Regions from separate parts of the Mus musculus genome. Here region 2 is linked to region 1. The links are chromatin contacts, called in public promoter capture Hi-C maps. All regions are on one chromosome and are shown on one strand. The core of a region is the stretch at or near the end of the contact, and the rest is flanking DNA. Distances in the headings are between cores, read along the strand shown.

Region 1 (4,955 bases), core at 1,136-3,635:
AAAATGAAAAAAAAAGAACCATATACTTGATATAACACTTATATATAACAGCTGTTCATAAATGAAGCTTGATAAATGTGAAGAAACTTAAAAGTTGTCATTAAATTAAAAAAAAAACATTACATAGGGAAAGCATTTGTCTCTATATATCCTTAAACAAGGTTTACGAACTATTAAAACTTTTTAAATATTGGGTGATTACAATGATGATTAAAGTGCCTGTGTGTGAGTGTGTGTGTGTGTGTGTGTGTGTGTGTGTGTGTGTGTGTGTGTGAGTGTGTGTGTGTGTGTGTGTGTGTGTGTGTGTGTGTGTGTGTAATATGTGGTTGAGGCATTGACTCTTTACTTCCTCCTTTACCTGGCTTCCAGAGGTTCAACGCTGATTGACAGGCTAGGAGCTGTAAGTACCTTTGTCTTCTAAGCTGTCTCTTGGGTCCCGGTATTGAACTTGTGTGCAGTTTTGAAAATGAGAAGGCATCGTATCTTAGAGATTTAACAGTAACTCTTCCTGTGTGTGTGCTCATTCTCCTTATGATGAAGCACAGCTATGTAACCTGGATTCAGAATTAGAATCTCTGGGAGCTGCCTTGTGCTTTGGGTCTTACTTAGCTTCATGGGCAGGGAGAGGTCACTGGTTCTCAATTTTTATATTTTCAAAACAGGAGGAGCAACTCTTCTTGGCTAGTTCAATTGTAAACTATATAACACACCAGAAAATAATGGAAAGTAATATTTATGGCGCACTTATACTGAAAGTAAGTTGAAATAAATTTGTTCTATACATTGTCTGCTTTCAAGCTCCATCTAAGACTAACCACTGAGTTACGTTTTCTATGTATTCCACAGGTGCAGAGACTGAAGCTTGGGGAGGTTAGGGGAGTTGCTTTAATTCCTAAACCTGTCATCAAAGGGAAGAACCCAGATATGAACTTTAAACCTAACAGCCCCACCAGTAAAAATTCAAACTAATTTATATGCATCTTTTGTTTCCTCTTGCCAACTTTATTCTACTTTTCTTTCCTATTTCTTTGCTTTCATCTCCTGTCTTATTCTACATTAGGCAATGACTGCTGCCACAATTTGTCCTGACTCACTAGAGTGAAGTTCAGTGTTGCTAAGAAACAAATCATCGATTAAGAAAGACAATGACTATAGTAACTGTGTTAGAGGGACTATGTGTGTTTTCTGGGAGTGAGGCAATGAGCAAGGAGTTATCGCATGTCAGAAGAAACTTATAAATACAAGCAACATTCAGAGGAGAAAGTCAATTAGTGCCAGAAGAAAGGGCATGTTCCTTACACCAATGTCAGCGAACACTTGGACTCAACAGAATCACTCAGCATGCTTCGACTCTGCAAGAATGGAGTGTGTGGAGGGAGAGGTTAAAAGACAGGCAGTTAGACTTGGGAAAGAAGTCAAAATAAGTCTAGCTACATCCTCCCCCTCCCTCAGATTCCCTCTCAAGAATTTAATTCCTTCCAGCTCCATAAAAATAAAAAAATATTTCCTGTCAAAGCATGCACTTAGGTGGGTAAAGGAAGGATAGGGGGAATCTCCTCCTTTTTCATAGATGGTGGCTTCAAGTCCCCACCTGATCAGAGCCTGGAGGCCTGAGCAGAAAAATGCGAGTCAGAACCTGGGAAGGCAAACAGAGCAACCCACAGCATCCAGAGATGGAATTATAAAATCTCCAAAAACTTTCTTCACTGCCTGAATAAACATGTTACTCAATTTGCACTTTCTTCTCCTCCCCCTGCCTATTTACTGAAATTTAAAAAGAGCCACAGAAAGTCCTAATTACATAAGGGACCCATCTATAAAAATTATTATTTTTTTCTTTACTTACAAACTAAATCTTATTGTAATCAGTGTCTAGTTTCTATGTGTTTTATTCAACAACAGCAGCAAAGAATAGACAGTAAGGAAGTTTTTGAAGCCGTAGGTAATGAAAATAATAAACAACATATTTTCCAGATTAAATTCTGGCTTTGTCCCAGAACACCATAGAAATGCATTCAAAATGCACAGAGAACTCCAGAGCACTTGAACTTCAGAGCCCAGGAGTAATTCTATGGAAGTCTAATTAGTCTTCTCTGCAGACCACATTTAAAAAAGCTTTAGGATTAATGCCATTCCATTTTCCAGACCCACACATCTCCAAAGCAAGGGGGAAAAAAGTCATTTCAGAAGGATAATAAATACTACTTACAAACAAGACTGGAAAGGGTGGAGACTGGAATGGGGTTGGGGGTGGGGAGACAAATTCTTCAGTTACAATCTTTTAGAAAAAAAAAAAAAAGACAAATTTCAAATCAAGTTGCTCCACTAGACTACAAAAGCAGTTTGGAATGCTGGGCGGATGCAAAGGGATAAAGCAAATGTGGAGGGGGAGGGAGAAGGGGGCCGATAAAGTTTCTGGCTACAATACAAGAGACGTATCATTACCATATGATCTAATGTGGGTGTCAGCTGGATGCGCTCACGCAGTGAAACCTTAGTTCTTAACTGTGCTATGGAGTAGAAGCAGGAGGTTTTCAACCCAGTGACAGTCACAGGGCAGCACCACCCCCTCCTCCTTCTTTCCACACCTGCAAACCCTTTTGCCTGGGCTGCATAGTTAGTGTTAATTACATCGCAGCTTTGAGGGCTCCTGTGGCAAATACCCGGATTAAAAGGTATGGCTTTCAATAATTGTCCTGAACTCTGCTACAGGCTAATAAAGCTTCTGTCAAGTGGAGGGCAGAAGAAAATATCTGGTGAGAAAAAGGAACGAGAAGGAAGCTGTGCTAAACTTTTAGTAATCTTTAGACAACGTTAGAAATGAATTGCTTGAAAACAGAAGTTAAGTACTCGGTAAAACAAACAAACAAAAAGGCAAAACTGTTTGAATGCATTGGTTTTGTGCTCTTGCTTCTGTTCTTGCAAATATGCTTATTAAAAACTTGTAACCTAACACCATGACTTGTCTATATTGGTAGTTTTGTGTTTGTACTGATGAAATGCTTTGCTCTTTATAAACTGTCAGCAGAAAAGCATTCGTAACTAGCATATTGCTTGTGCCTAAATTAGGTATTTAAGGGTTTCTTCTCGTGCTGTGTTCTTGCATACTTCACAATCTTTAAAACATCAGCAAGACAAGTCTCTGGCTGTAGAAATATAATGCCTACTTCTGCAACACCAGAAATGAATAGGAATTATTACCAGAAAGGTGAAAAGGAACACAGGAAATATTTATGATGTTAAAGATCTGAGATAATACAGCTGCAGAGCTCTTTGGTTATAAATGTTTCTGTCAATATTTTCGATGCAAATTAACCTTTCTTATGAGGTGCATTCACTATGAGGTGAGGGTGGGGGTTGATTCTCATTTTAACTTAAAGCAGAGTAAGCAGAGGACCACTGGTTACGTGTGCCCCAGTGTGTGACTCCAGTGATCTCTGTGCCTGTGGCTTTTTCTTCCTGCAGCTGCTTATTTTAGCAGACCTCTCCAAAAGAAACATAGGTTTTATTGTAGTTCTTGTTTGTGGACAAATGTATTTTTATTGCTTGTATTTTAATTATTCCTATTGTTACTGAAGTTTTAAATTCACCTTAAAATGAGGGATTTACAGATTCACTTCATACATACGTGTTAAGTTTTAACTCTGAAACACCTAACAACAGTATAAGTATGTTTATACAAAAGTTAACCTGGATGAAATAGCTAAGTAAATAAAGAAAGATTGTTTTGGGGCCAGACAGATTACTTTTGGTGAGACATTTCGGAACTTAAACAACTCTTTTTAGTGGAAAAATGGCTTTACAAATATTTGAGAGGAACAGTTTCTACAAGATATAGTGTTGCTTCAGTCACAACCTGTTCGTTTGTAAATTGTTTTTTGTTGTTCTAGTTGCCATTTATAACAAAAGGAAAAAAAAACAAACAAACAAAAAAACAAAACAAACAAACAAAAAAAAAAACACTGAAGAAATGTTGAGGACCAGTGACTCTTAAGATTTCTCTTAAGTTAATTGCTCTAAACACGCTGGATCTTTGAGTAGTATAAAAAATATTTTAAAAGAAATTTCATGGGAGAACTGGAAGAAAATTTATAAGCATTTTTTTAGGATAACAGAGTTCAAAAACATGCATATATGCATGCACACTTGCACATATACACACATACACACATGAGAGAGAAAGAGAGAGAGAGAGGGTATTAATGAAGTGGTATGCAGTCTGGCTGTATCAGGCTTTAGTCTAAAGGAAGATTGAGCAGAGAATTTGTCCTATTTTAACAAGGTAAACACATATAAAGAAAGATGGTGTTCCTCAGAGCCTGGGCTCAACATTTCCTTTTTAGGGTTGATAGGGAAGTCACCAGGCATGTCTGCTTTGGAGCGTAGATGACAAAGAGACATCTCCAGAAATGCTCCTTATTCTTATTAAATCTGAGATTACGTTGTTTCATTTCTTTTCTTCTCCTAAAATTACAAGGCATTAAATATGCAAGTCCAGCAAACTTGTGGTAAACCATAAACATTCTATTTTAATGTGAAGCAGTCTTCTCCTTTACTGCAATCCAAATAAACATCCCTAAACAATAACCTCCCTTTAAGAGCAGCTGAGTGGGATTGGGTTACTAGAGGACACTTGCCCTTGAACTTGGGGAGGTTGGATGAATCACAATCTTTATGATTTTTTTTTAAATTGAGAAATCACAATTATGTATGGAGTATTCTGTTTTAGACATACTGCAGTATTAGATGTAAATTAAAAATGAATGTGTGGAGTTTTTTTTTTTTTTAACTTGTGTGTGTGTGTATTTCCTAGTGTTTTTGGAAAAAGCTTCAAGGCTATACATTCTGTGTATTGTTATATGGAAACATAGTAGCGAGTAAATCCAACATATTTGCAGAGATGCAGCTCTTCTTGAGATCACGAGTCTGAAAGTGATGCCTTCAATGGTTGAGGA
Region 2 (4,642 bases), core at 112-2,611, 210 kb after region 1:
TTCTCTAATATTTACTTGATGTTCTGATGTTCAATGTGGAGTGCTCTGTTTTCTGTAATTCTGTTTACCACCAAAAAATGTGATAGTAATATTCTAAGATTTTTTTCCCCATCTATGTATGACCAAACCTGTAAGCGTCCTTGTTCTACAAAAATGAGCTCAAGGCTCAGGGGATGACTATTGTTGCATAAGAATTAGTGTCAGGTGTTCTTTTTTGTATATAGTATATGAGAAGTCAAAATGAAAGTGATGGTTGGTACTGAATATTTAGGAGTACCTGTGTTTTGTTTTCCTTTTTTTTTTTCTTCAGTCCTCTTTCCAACCCTGGGGGCTGCACACTATATAAAACAGAACCATGCTTACAGAATGGATGAGGAACCGCAGGCTTCCTAAGAGCTTCCTAAGGGAAATAAATCTGATTCATAGCCATTTTCCTAAGTCAAACACTATGTCTTACTATGAAAGTTAAAGGGACCTGGTGCATGCATTATAATATTCTTATAATTTTCTGATTCTCTTTTTGTTTTTTTTTTTTCACTGAATATTCCTGTTCTCAAAATCAAGTCCAAGATAATGCCTAGTCAACAGACTAATTCTAGAGTACTAGAATTAGTAAGGTGCTTTCTCCGGTAGGTTTTAGTATCACAAGGGATCTGTGAAAGATGATTTCATAGTACAGTGATCCTGTGAGCTTAAAGACTAGCTAGCTATAAAGTCTATCAGTCCCTAGCACACTGAATAAACGAGAGAGAGAGGAGAGAGAGAGAGAGAGAGAGAGAGAGAGAGGGAGAGGGAGAGAGAGAGAGAGAGAGAGAGAGAGAGAGAGAGAGAGAGACTCAAACTTCAGATCCTGAATCTGTGAAACCTGGTAGCCATCTCTTAAAGAAGGCAGGGAGGGCAAAAGATGTTTGGGATTGTACACACTAATGTCTGTGCTCCTGTTTCATGTACCATGAATCTAGCTTTTGAACACACACTGGGGAAGAAATTGGGGCCCGATTTCTGTTACTACGGCTGTCCATAGAGCTGTAGAGAATATACATTCCACTCGGGTTGAGATGAAGGCCCGATCTTCCAACATCTTTCATCAGACTTAAGAGAGAAATTTCAAATACTCCCCATCCCCTAAAAGTTGCCAGGGTGTGAGCACTGCCCAGCTTTCCCTCTGCCTTAAATCCTACGTCATAAGAACTCCTGCGAATGTTCATGGGATATCTAGTTCCGGGAGAAACCCCTCCTCCTCACAGAGGGCGCCACGTCCACTCCAATTGGCTGTCGTCCTGGGCAACCAAGGACGCAAGGGGCACGCGGGGGGGGGCCCCCAGCCAGTATTTAAAGGCCGACACTGCCCGTGCCCGCTCAGTCCGGCCAGGACGGCGACGGTGAAGCACCTGGGTTGAGAGGGAGGAGCAAGGTAACAAGCGACCACTGCCTCTCCCATCCCCAGCTCTAGCCTCGGCAGAGGCGGGTGTGTGTGGGACCTGGGAGTGGCTCTCACATCTCATCGCCCACCAACACCTTCCTCCCCCACCATCCTTACCCCACCCAACCCACCTGGGCAAGACAACCCAGGTGCGAAAGACAGTGATTCTGACTGAAGAGCGAGCAAGTGGAGAAGAAAGAGGGGGGTCCTCGTGAAGAGGGAAGGCGTGGTCACAGTCAAAGGCACGTGGCACTAGGGACACCAGCTGAGGAGGCGCTGACTATCGACCACCCGATAAGGCCAAAGTGCCTGCTCCTAGGGCGCTACCACTGAGACCCAGTGGAGATCCCTGAACCATGACCCAGACGGTCAACGAAAGGGAGGACCCCCTCAATCTGGGCGGCGGTGGCTGGGCATCCTCCATTCCATTGCGCACCTGGTCCTCCTACCATCGAAGGCAGAGGGGCGCTCCGGTGTCCAAGCGGCGATACCGTGATGGCCCCAAAATTGAGTATGAGGCTTCCAGGAAACAACCCAAGCAACAGCGCAGCCCTGGCTCTTGGTTTCAACCTTCCAGAGGGCCCTATTGGGCCCTGTACTCCAACTGGGAGCGCTGTGGAGGGCCCTGGCGCCCACCTCTTATAGCATTCCAGAGCCCCCTGTGCCCAGCACAGATGATCCGGGCCTATGGTCTGCACCCACTCTGCGTTTGCTGCTGCTCCTGCTGGAGCGGACCCTGGAACCCCGGCTGGGAGAGACCCCCGGGTAGAAAGAAGCGCTGGGGACGCAGGGGTCGTGGCCTGCGCCGCCACCCTCGTCGCTCCTTTCCGAGGAATCCACCAATAGACCTGAGCAAGATGCTTCGCCCGGTCAACCTTTCCGGGTGGCGGGCACCTGGGATGAGAGCGCCACGGAACACCACCCAGTTCATCATGAACCAGGTCTATGAAGACATGAGGCAGCAAGAGAAGCTGGAGCGCCAGCAGGCAGCATTGAGGGCACAGCAAGCCCAGGAGGGTGGCATCTCCCCAGGAGACTCCACTACCAATGATGCGCCCCACAGCGGCGTCGAAGAAGATTCGCAGTTGCCGGAAGATCTGTATGGCTTCATGCAGGATCCCTCTCTAACCTTTAGTCCTGCTCTAATGCAGCACAACCAGTCTCCTACCCCAGGGCTGGTAGAGGAAGAGGAGAAAAATGTTGATGATGATGAGTGTGACGTAGAGGTTTGTGATGAAAAAGAGGAGAGCGAGGAGGAGGAGGAGGAGGAAGTGGACAGAGGGTCAGAGGATGAAGATGTGGATGAGGAGGAAGTTGAAGCGGCTGGCAATGGGGAGGAAGGGGAAGAGGACCAAGAAGAGGAGTATATGTTGGAAGAGACGGGGCTGGAGGAGGGAGAACAGAGAGCGGAAGAAAAATTCTTGCCTCTGGGAATGCCTTTGTCAATCCTAGTAGGGGACGAAGAAGAAAGAGAGAACTTTATGAACTATGACTACTTAAGCCAAGAACAAATAATTCCCAATGTGCCAGAGGCAGATCTATTTATGGTACCGGACATTAGCCATTAGTCATCAGGAAGGGAACTGAGAAACGAAATGGAACCGATTTGAGGCTAATATGGATTAACAGCTTGTTAAAAACGAATTCAAAAGTGAGTTCCATTAATAAACATCGATGTAAAACACCTTGGTTGGCCACGATAAAATATTTAAACATTGGTGTGTTTGTGTATGACTATGGGTGGGGGAGGGGAAGATTTCGGATATATTTTATTGGAAATGATTAAAGGCCAAATATTTTATTACTACAGTTTGAATATTTTTCATTTGCTGTCCCCCTTCAGACAACTGAGATTTTTGTAGTTCAAAAATTTTGCAATATTGAAAACCATTTAAATTCCACAGCAGGTTTCTGAGCTTGAAATCCACAGATGTTTGTCACATGCTCAAGGTGGATGTATGATGGCCACTGAATCTCTGTCAATGCTCTTGTAACTGAGGGTTGTTCAAAGCAGCGTTTTTCTACAGCTATAGGTGTTCTACCTTCAGAGTTCATTTTTTTTTTTTGAGGGCTGTATTTTGGTAACCCCGTTTGCAGTCTGTTGTGGCTTAGCTCATTTATATTCCTTATTCTACAGTGGTATGGATCTTCCTCAGAAGAACATGAAGTTGCTTCTGTGGGACTGGTTATCTGCCATGGCCTCAGCAATCCATAATCCATGCATGGAGAGGATGCCCCATGGTCAGAGGTCAACTTGCACATCTAGTTAAGATCCAAGGTAACTGCACACAGCAGCATGGCTTTGATTGTCAAGCCTTGTTCCTGCATAGATTCCTTGAATACGTTCAGAGGATGTAGAAACATAGTTTTGCAGAGTGGATTAGAGAACACAGTGTTGACCTTGGCAGGTGGCTGGGGGTGGGGGTGGGTGGAATATCTAATTTTGTTTCGCAGTTTGTCTTCGTTAAAAAGGAGAGTAAAACCAATGTGTAAATATGAGCTTGCGTGAATAATCTCTGATAATCTGTAAGCAATTACCCAAGGATGATACCTCATTCCAAATACCAACTGTGGTTCAAACATTTTAAGACATAAAAACACATTTTCTCCTGGTTGTTTAAGTTCCGTTGACAGCATACACCTTGAGTCATCCTAGATGAAGGATTTGAATACAACTTCTTCTGAATTACACTTTGTCAGTTCCCCTTCTTATTGTGTTGATCTCCTTCTTGTATATGGGCATTTACTTTCAGGACTATAAGCTATTAGGTAATAAAAGAGTTAATGCTGTCCTCCTCATTTATATTTAAATAATAGAAATCAATTCAGCTGTGCTCTAGTGTCCAACAGGATGAAGATGGAAAAAAAATTGTATGATTCTAAAAATCATACCAAACATTACAATTTACAAGAGTAAATCACAAACATTTCATTGTAAGAAAGTTTTTCTTTCTGTATGATTCAGTTTCTAAATGCCCTATATTAATTGACTATGAGATGCCTTCTAACTGTATGTATATATAAGGAAAACGACCTTTTGCACCTGATACTACTGGTCATCCCATACACATCAAAACTCAATCGTGCTTCACCCAAAACACGAAACACAAAAATCAGCCAAATGTATGTAGGGTTCAAGATATCCATTTAGGTTTGCATCTCTTTACAATCTCATACCTGGACAGTTCTCACTTTTCTTGTGAAAGATACTTTTATTTT

The links. Capture Hi-C pulls out chosen DNA fragments and counts their contacts.
Region 2: a contact with region 1 is called in a promoter capture Hi-C map of adipose tissue. The contact joins the promoter of Ccer1 here to the promoter of Dcn in region 1. A contact is called at or near these places in 10 of 39 promoter capture datasets (the 3T3-L1 cell line, 3T3-L1-derived adipocytes, cranial neural crest and 6 more), 2 of 484 Hi-C or Micro-C datasets (pre-hematopoietic stem cells and ventricular fibroblasts), 1 of 115 datasets of contacts at active chromatin or transcription factors (heart atrium) and 3 of 9 other capture datasets (adipose tissue, liver and pancreatic islet).

What each region holds. Positions count from the first base shown.
Region 1 is chr10:97,477,115-97,482,069 of GRCm38.p6, forward strand. Dcn (decorin) reads left to right here and starts at 2,386. Exons shown (of 8, transcript NM_001190451.2): 1 at 2,386-2,675.
Region 2 is chr10:97,691,698-97,696,339 of GRCm38.p6, forward strand. Ccer1 (coiled-coil glutamate-rich protein 1) reads left to right here and starts at 1,362. Exons shown (of 1, transcript NM_025724.2): 1 at 1,362-3,229. The coding sequence starts at 1,780. The coding sequence ends at 2,991. All of the region lies in intron 4 of Gm10754 (predicted gene 10754), which reads right to left.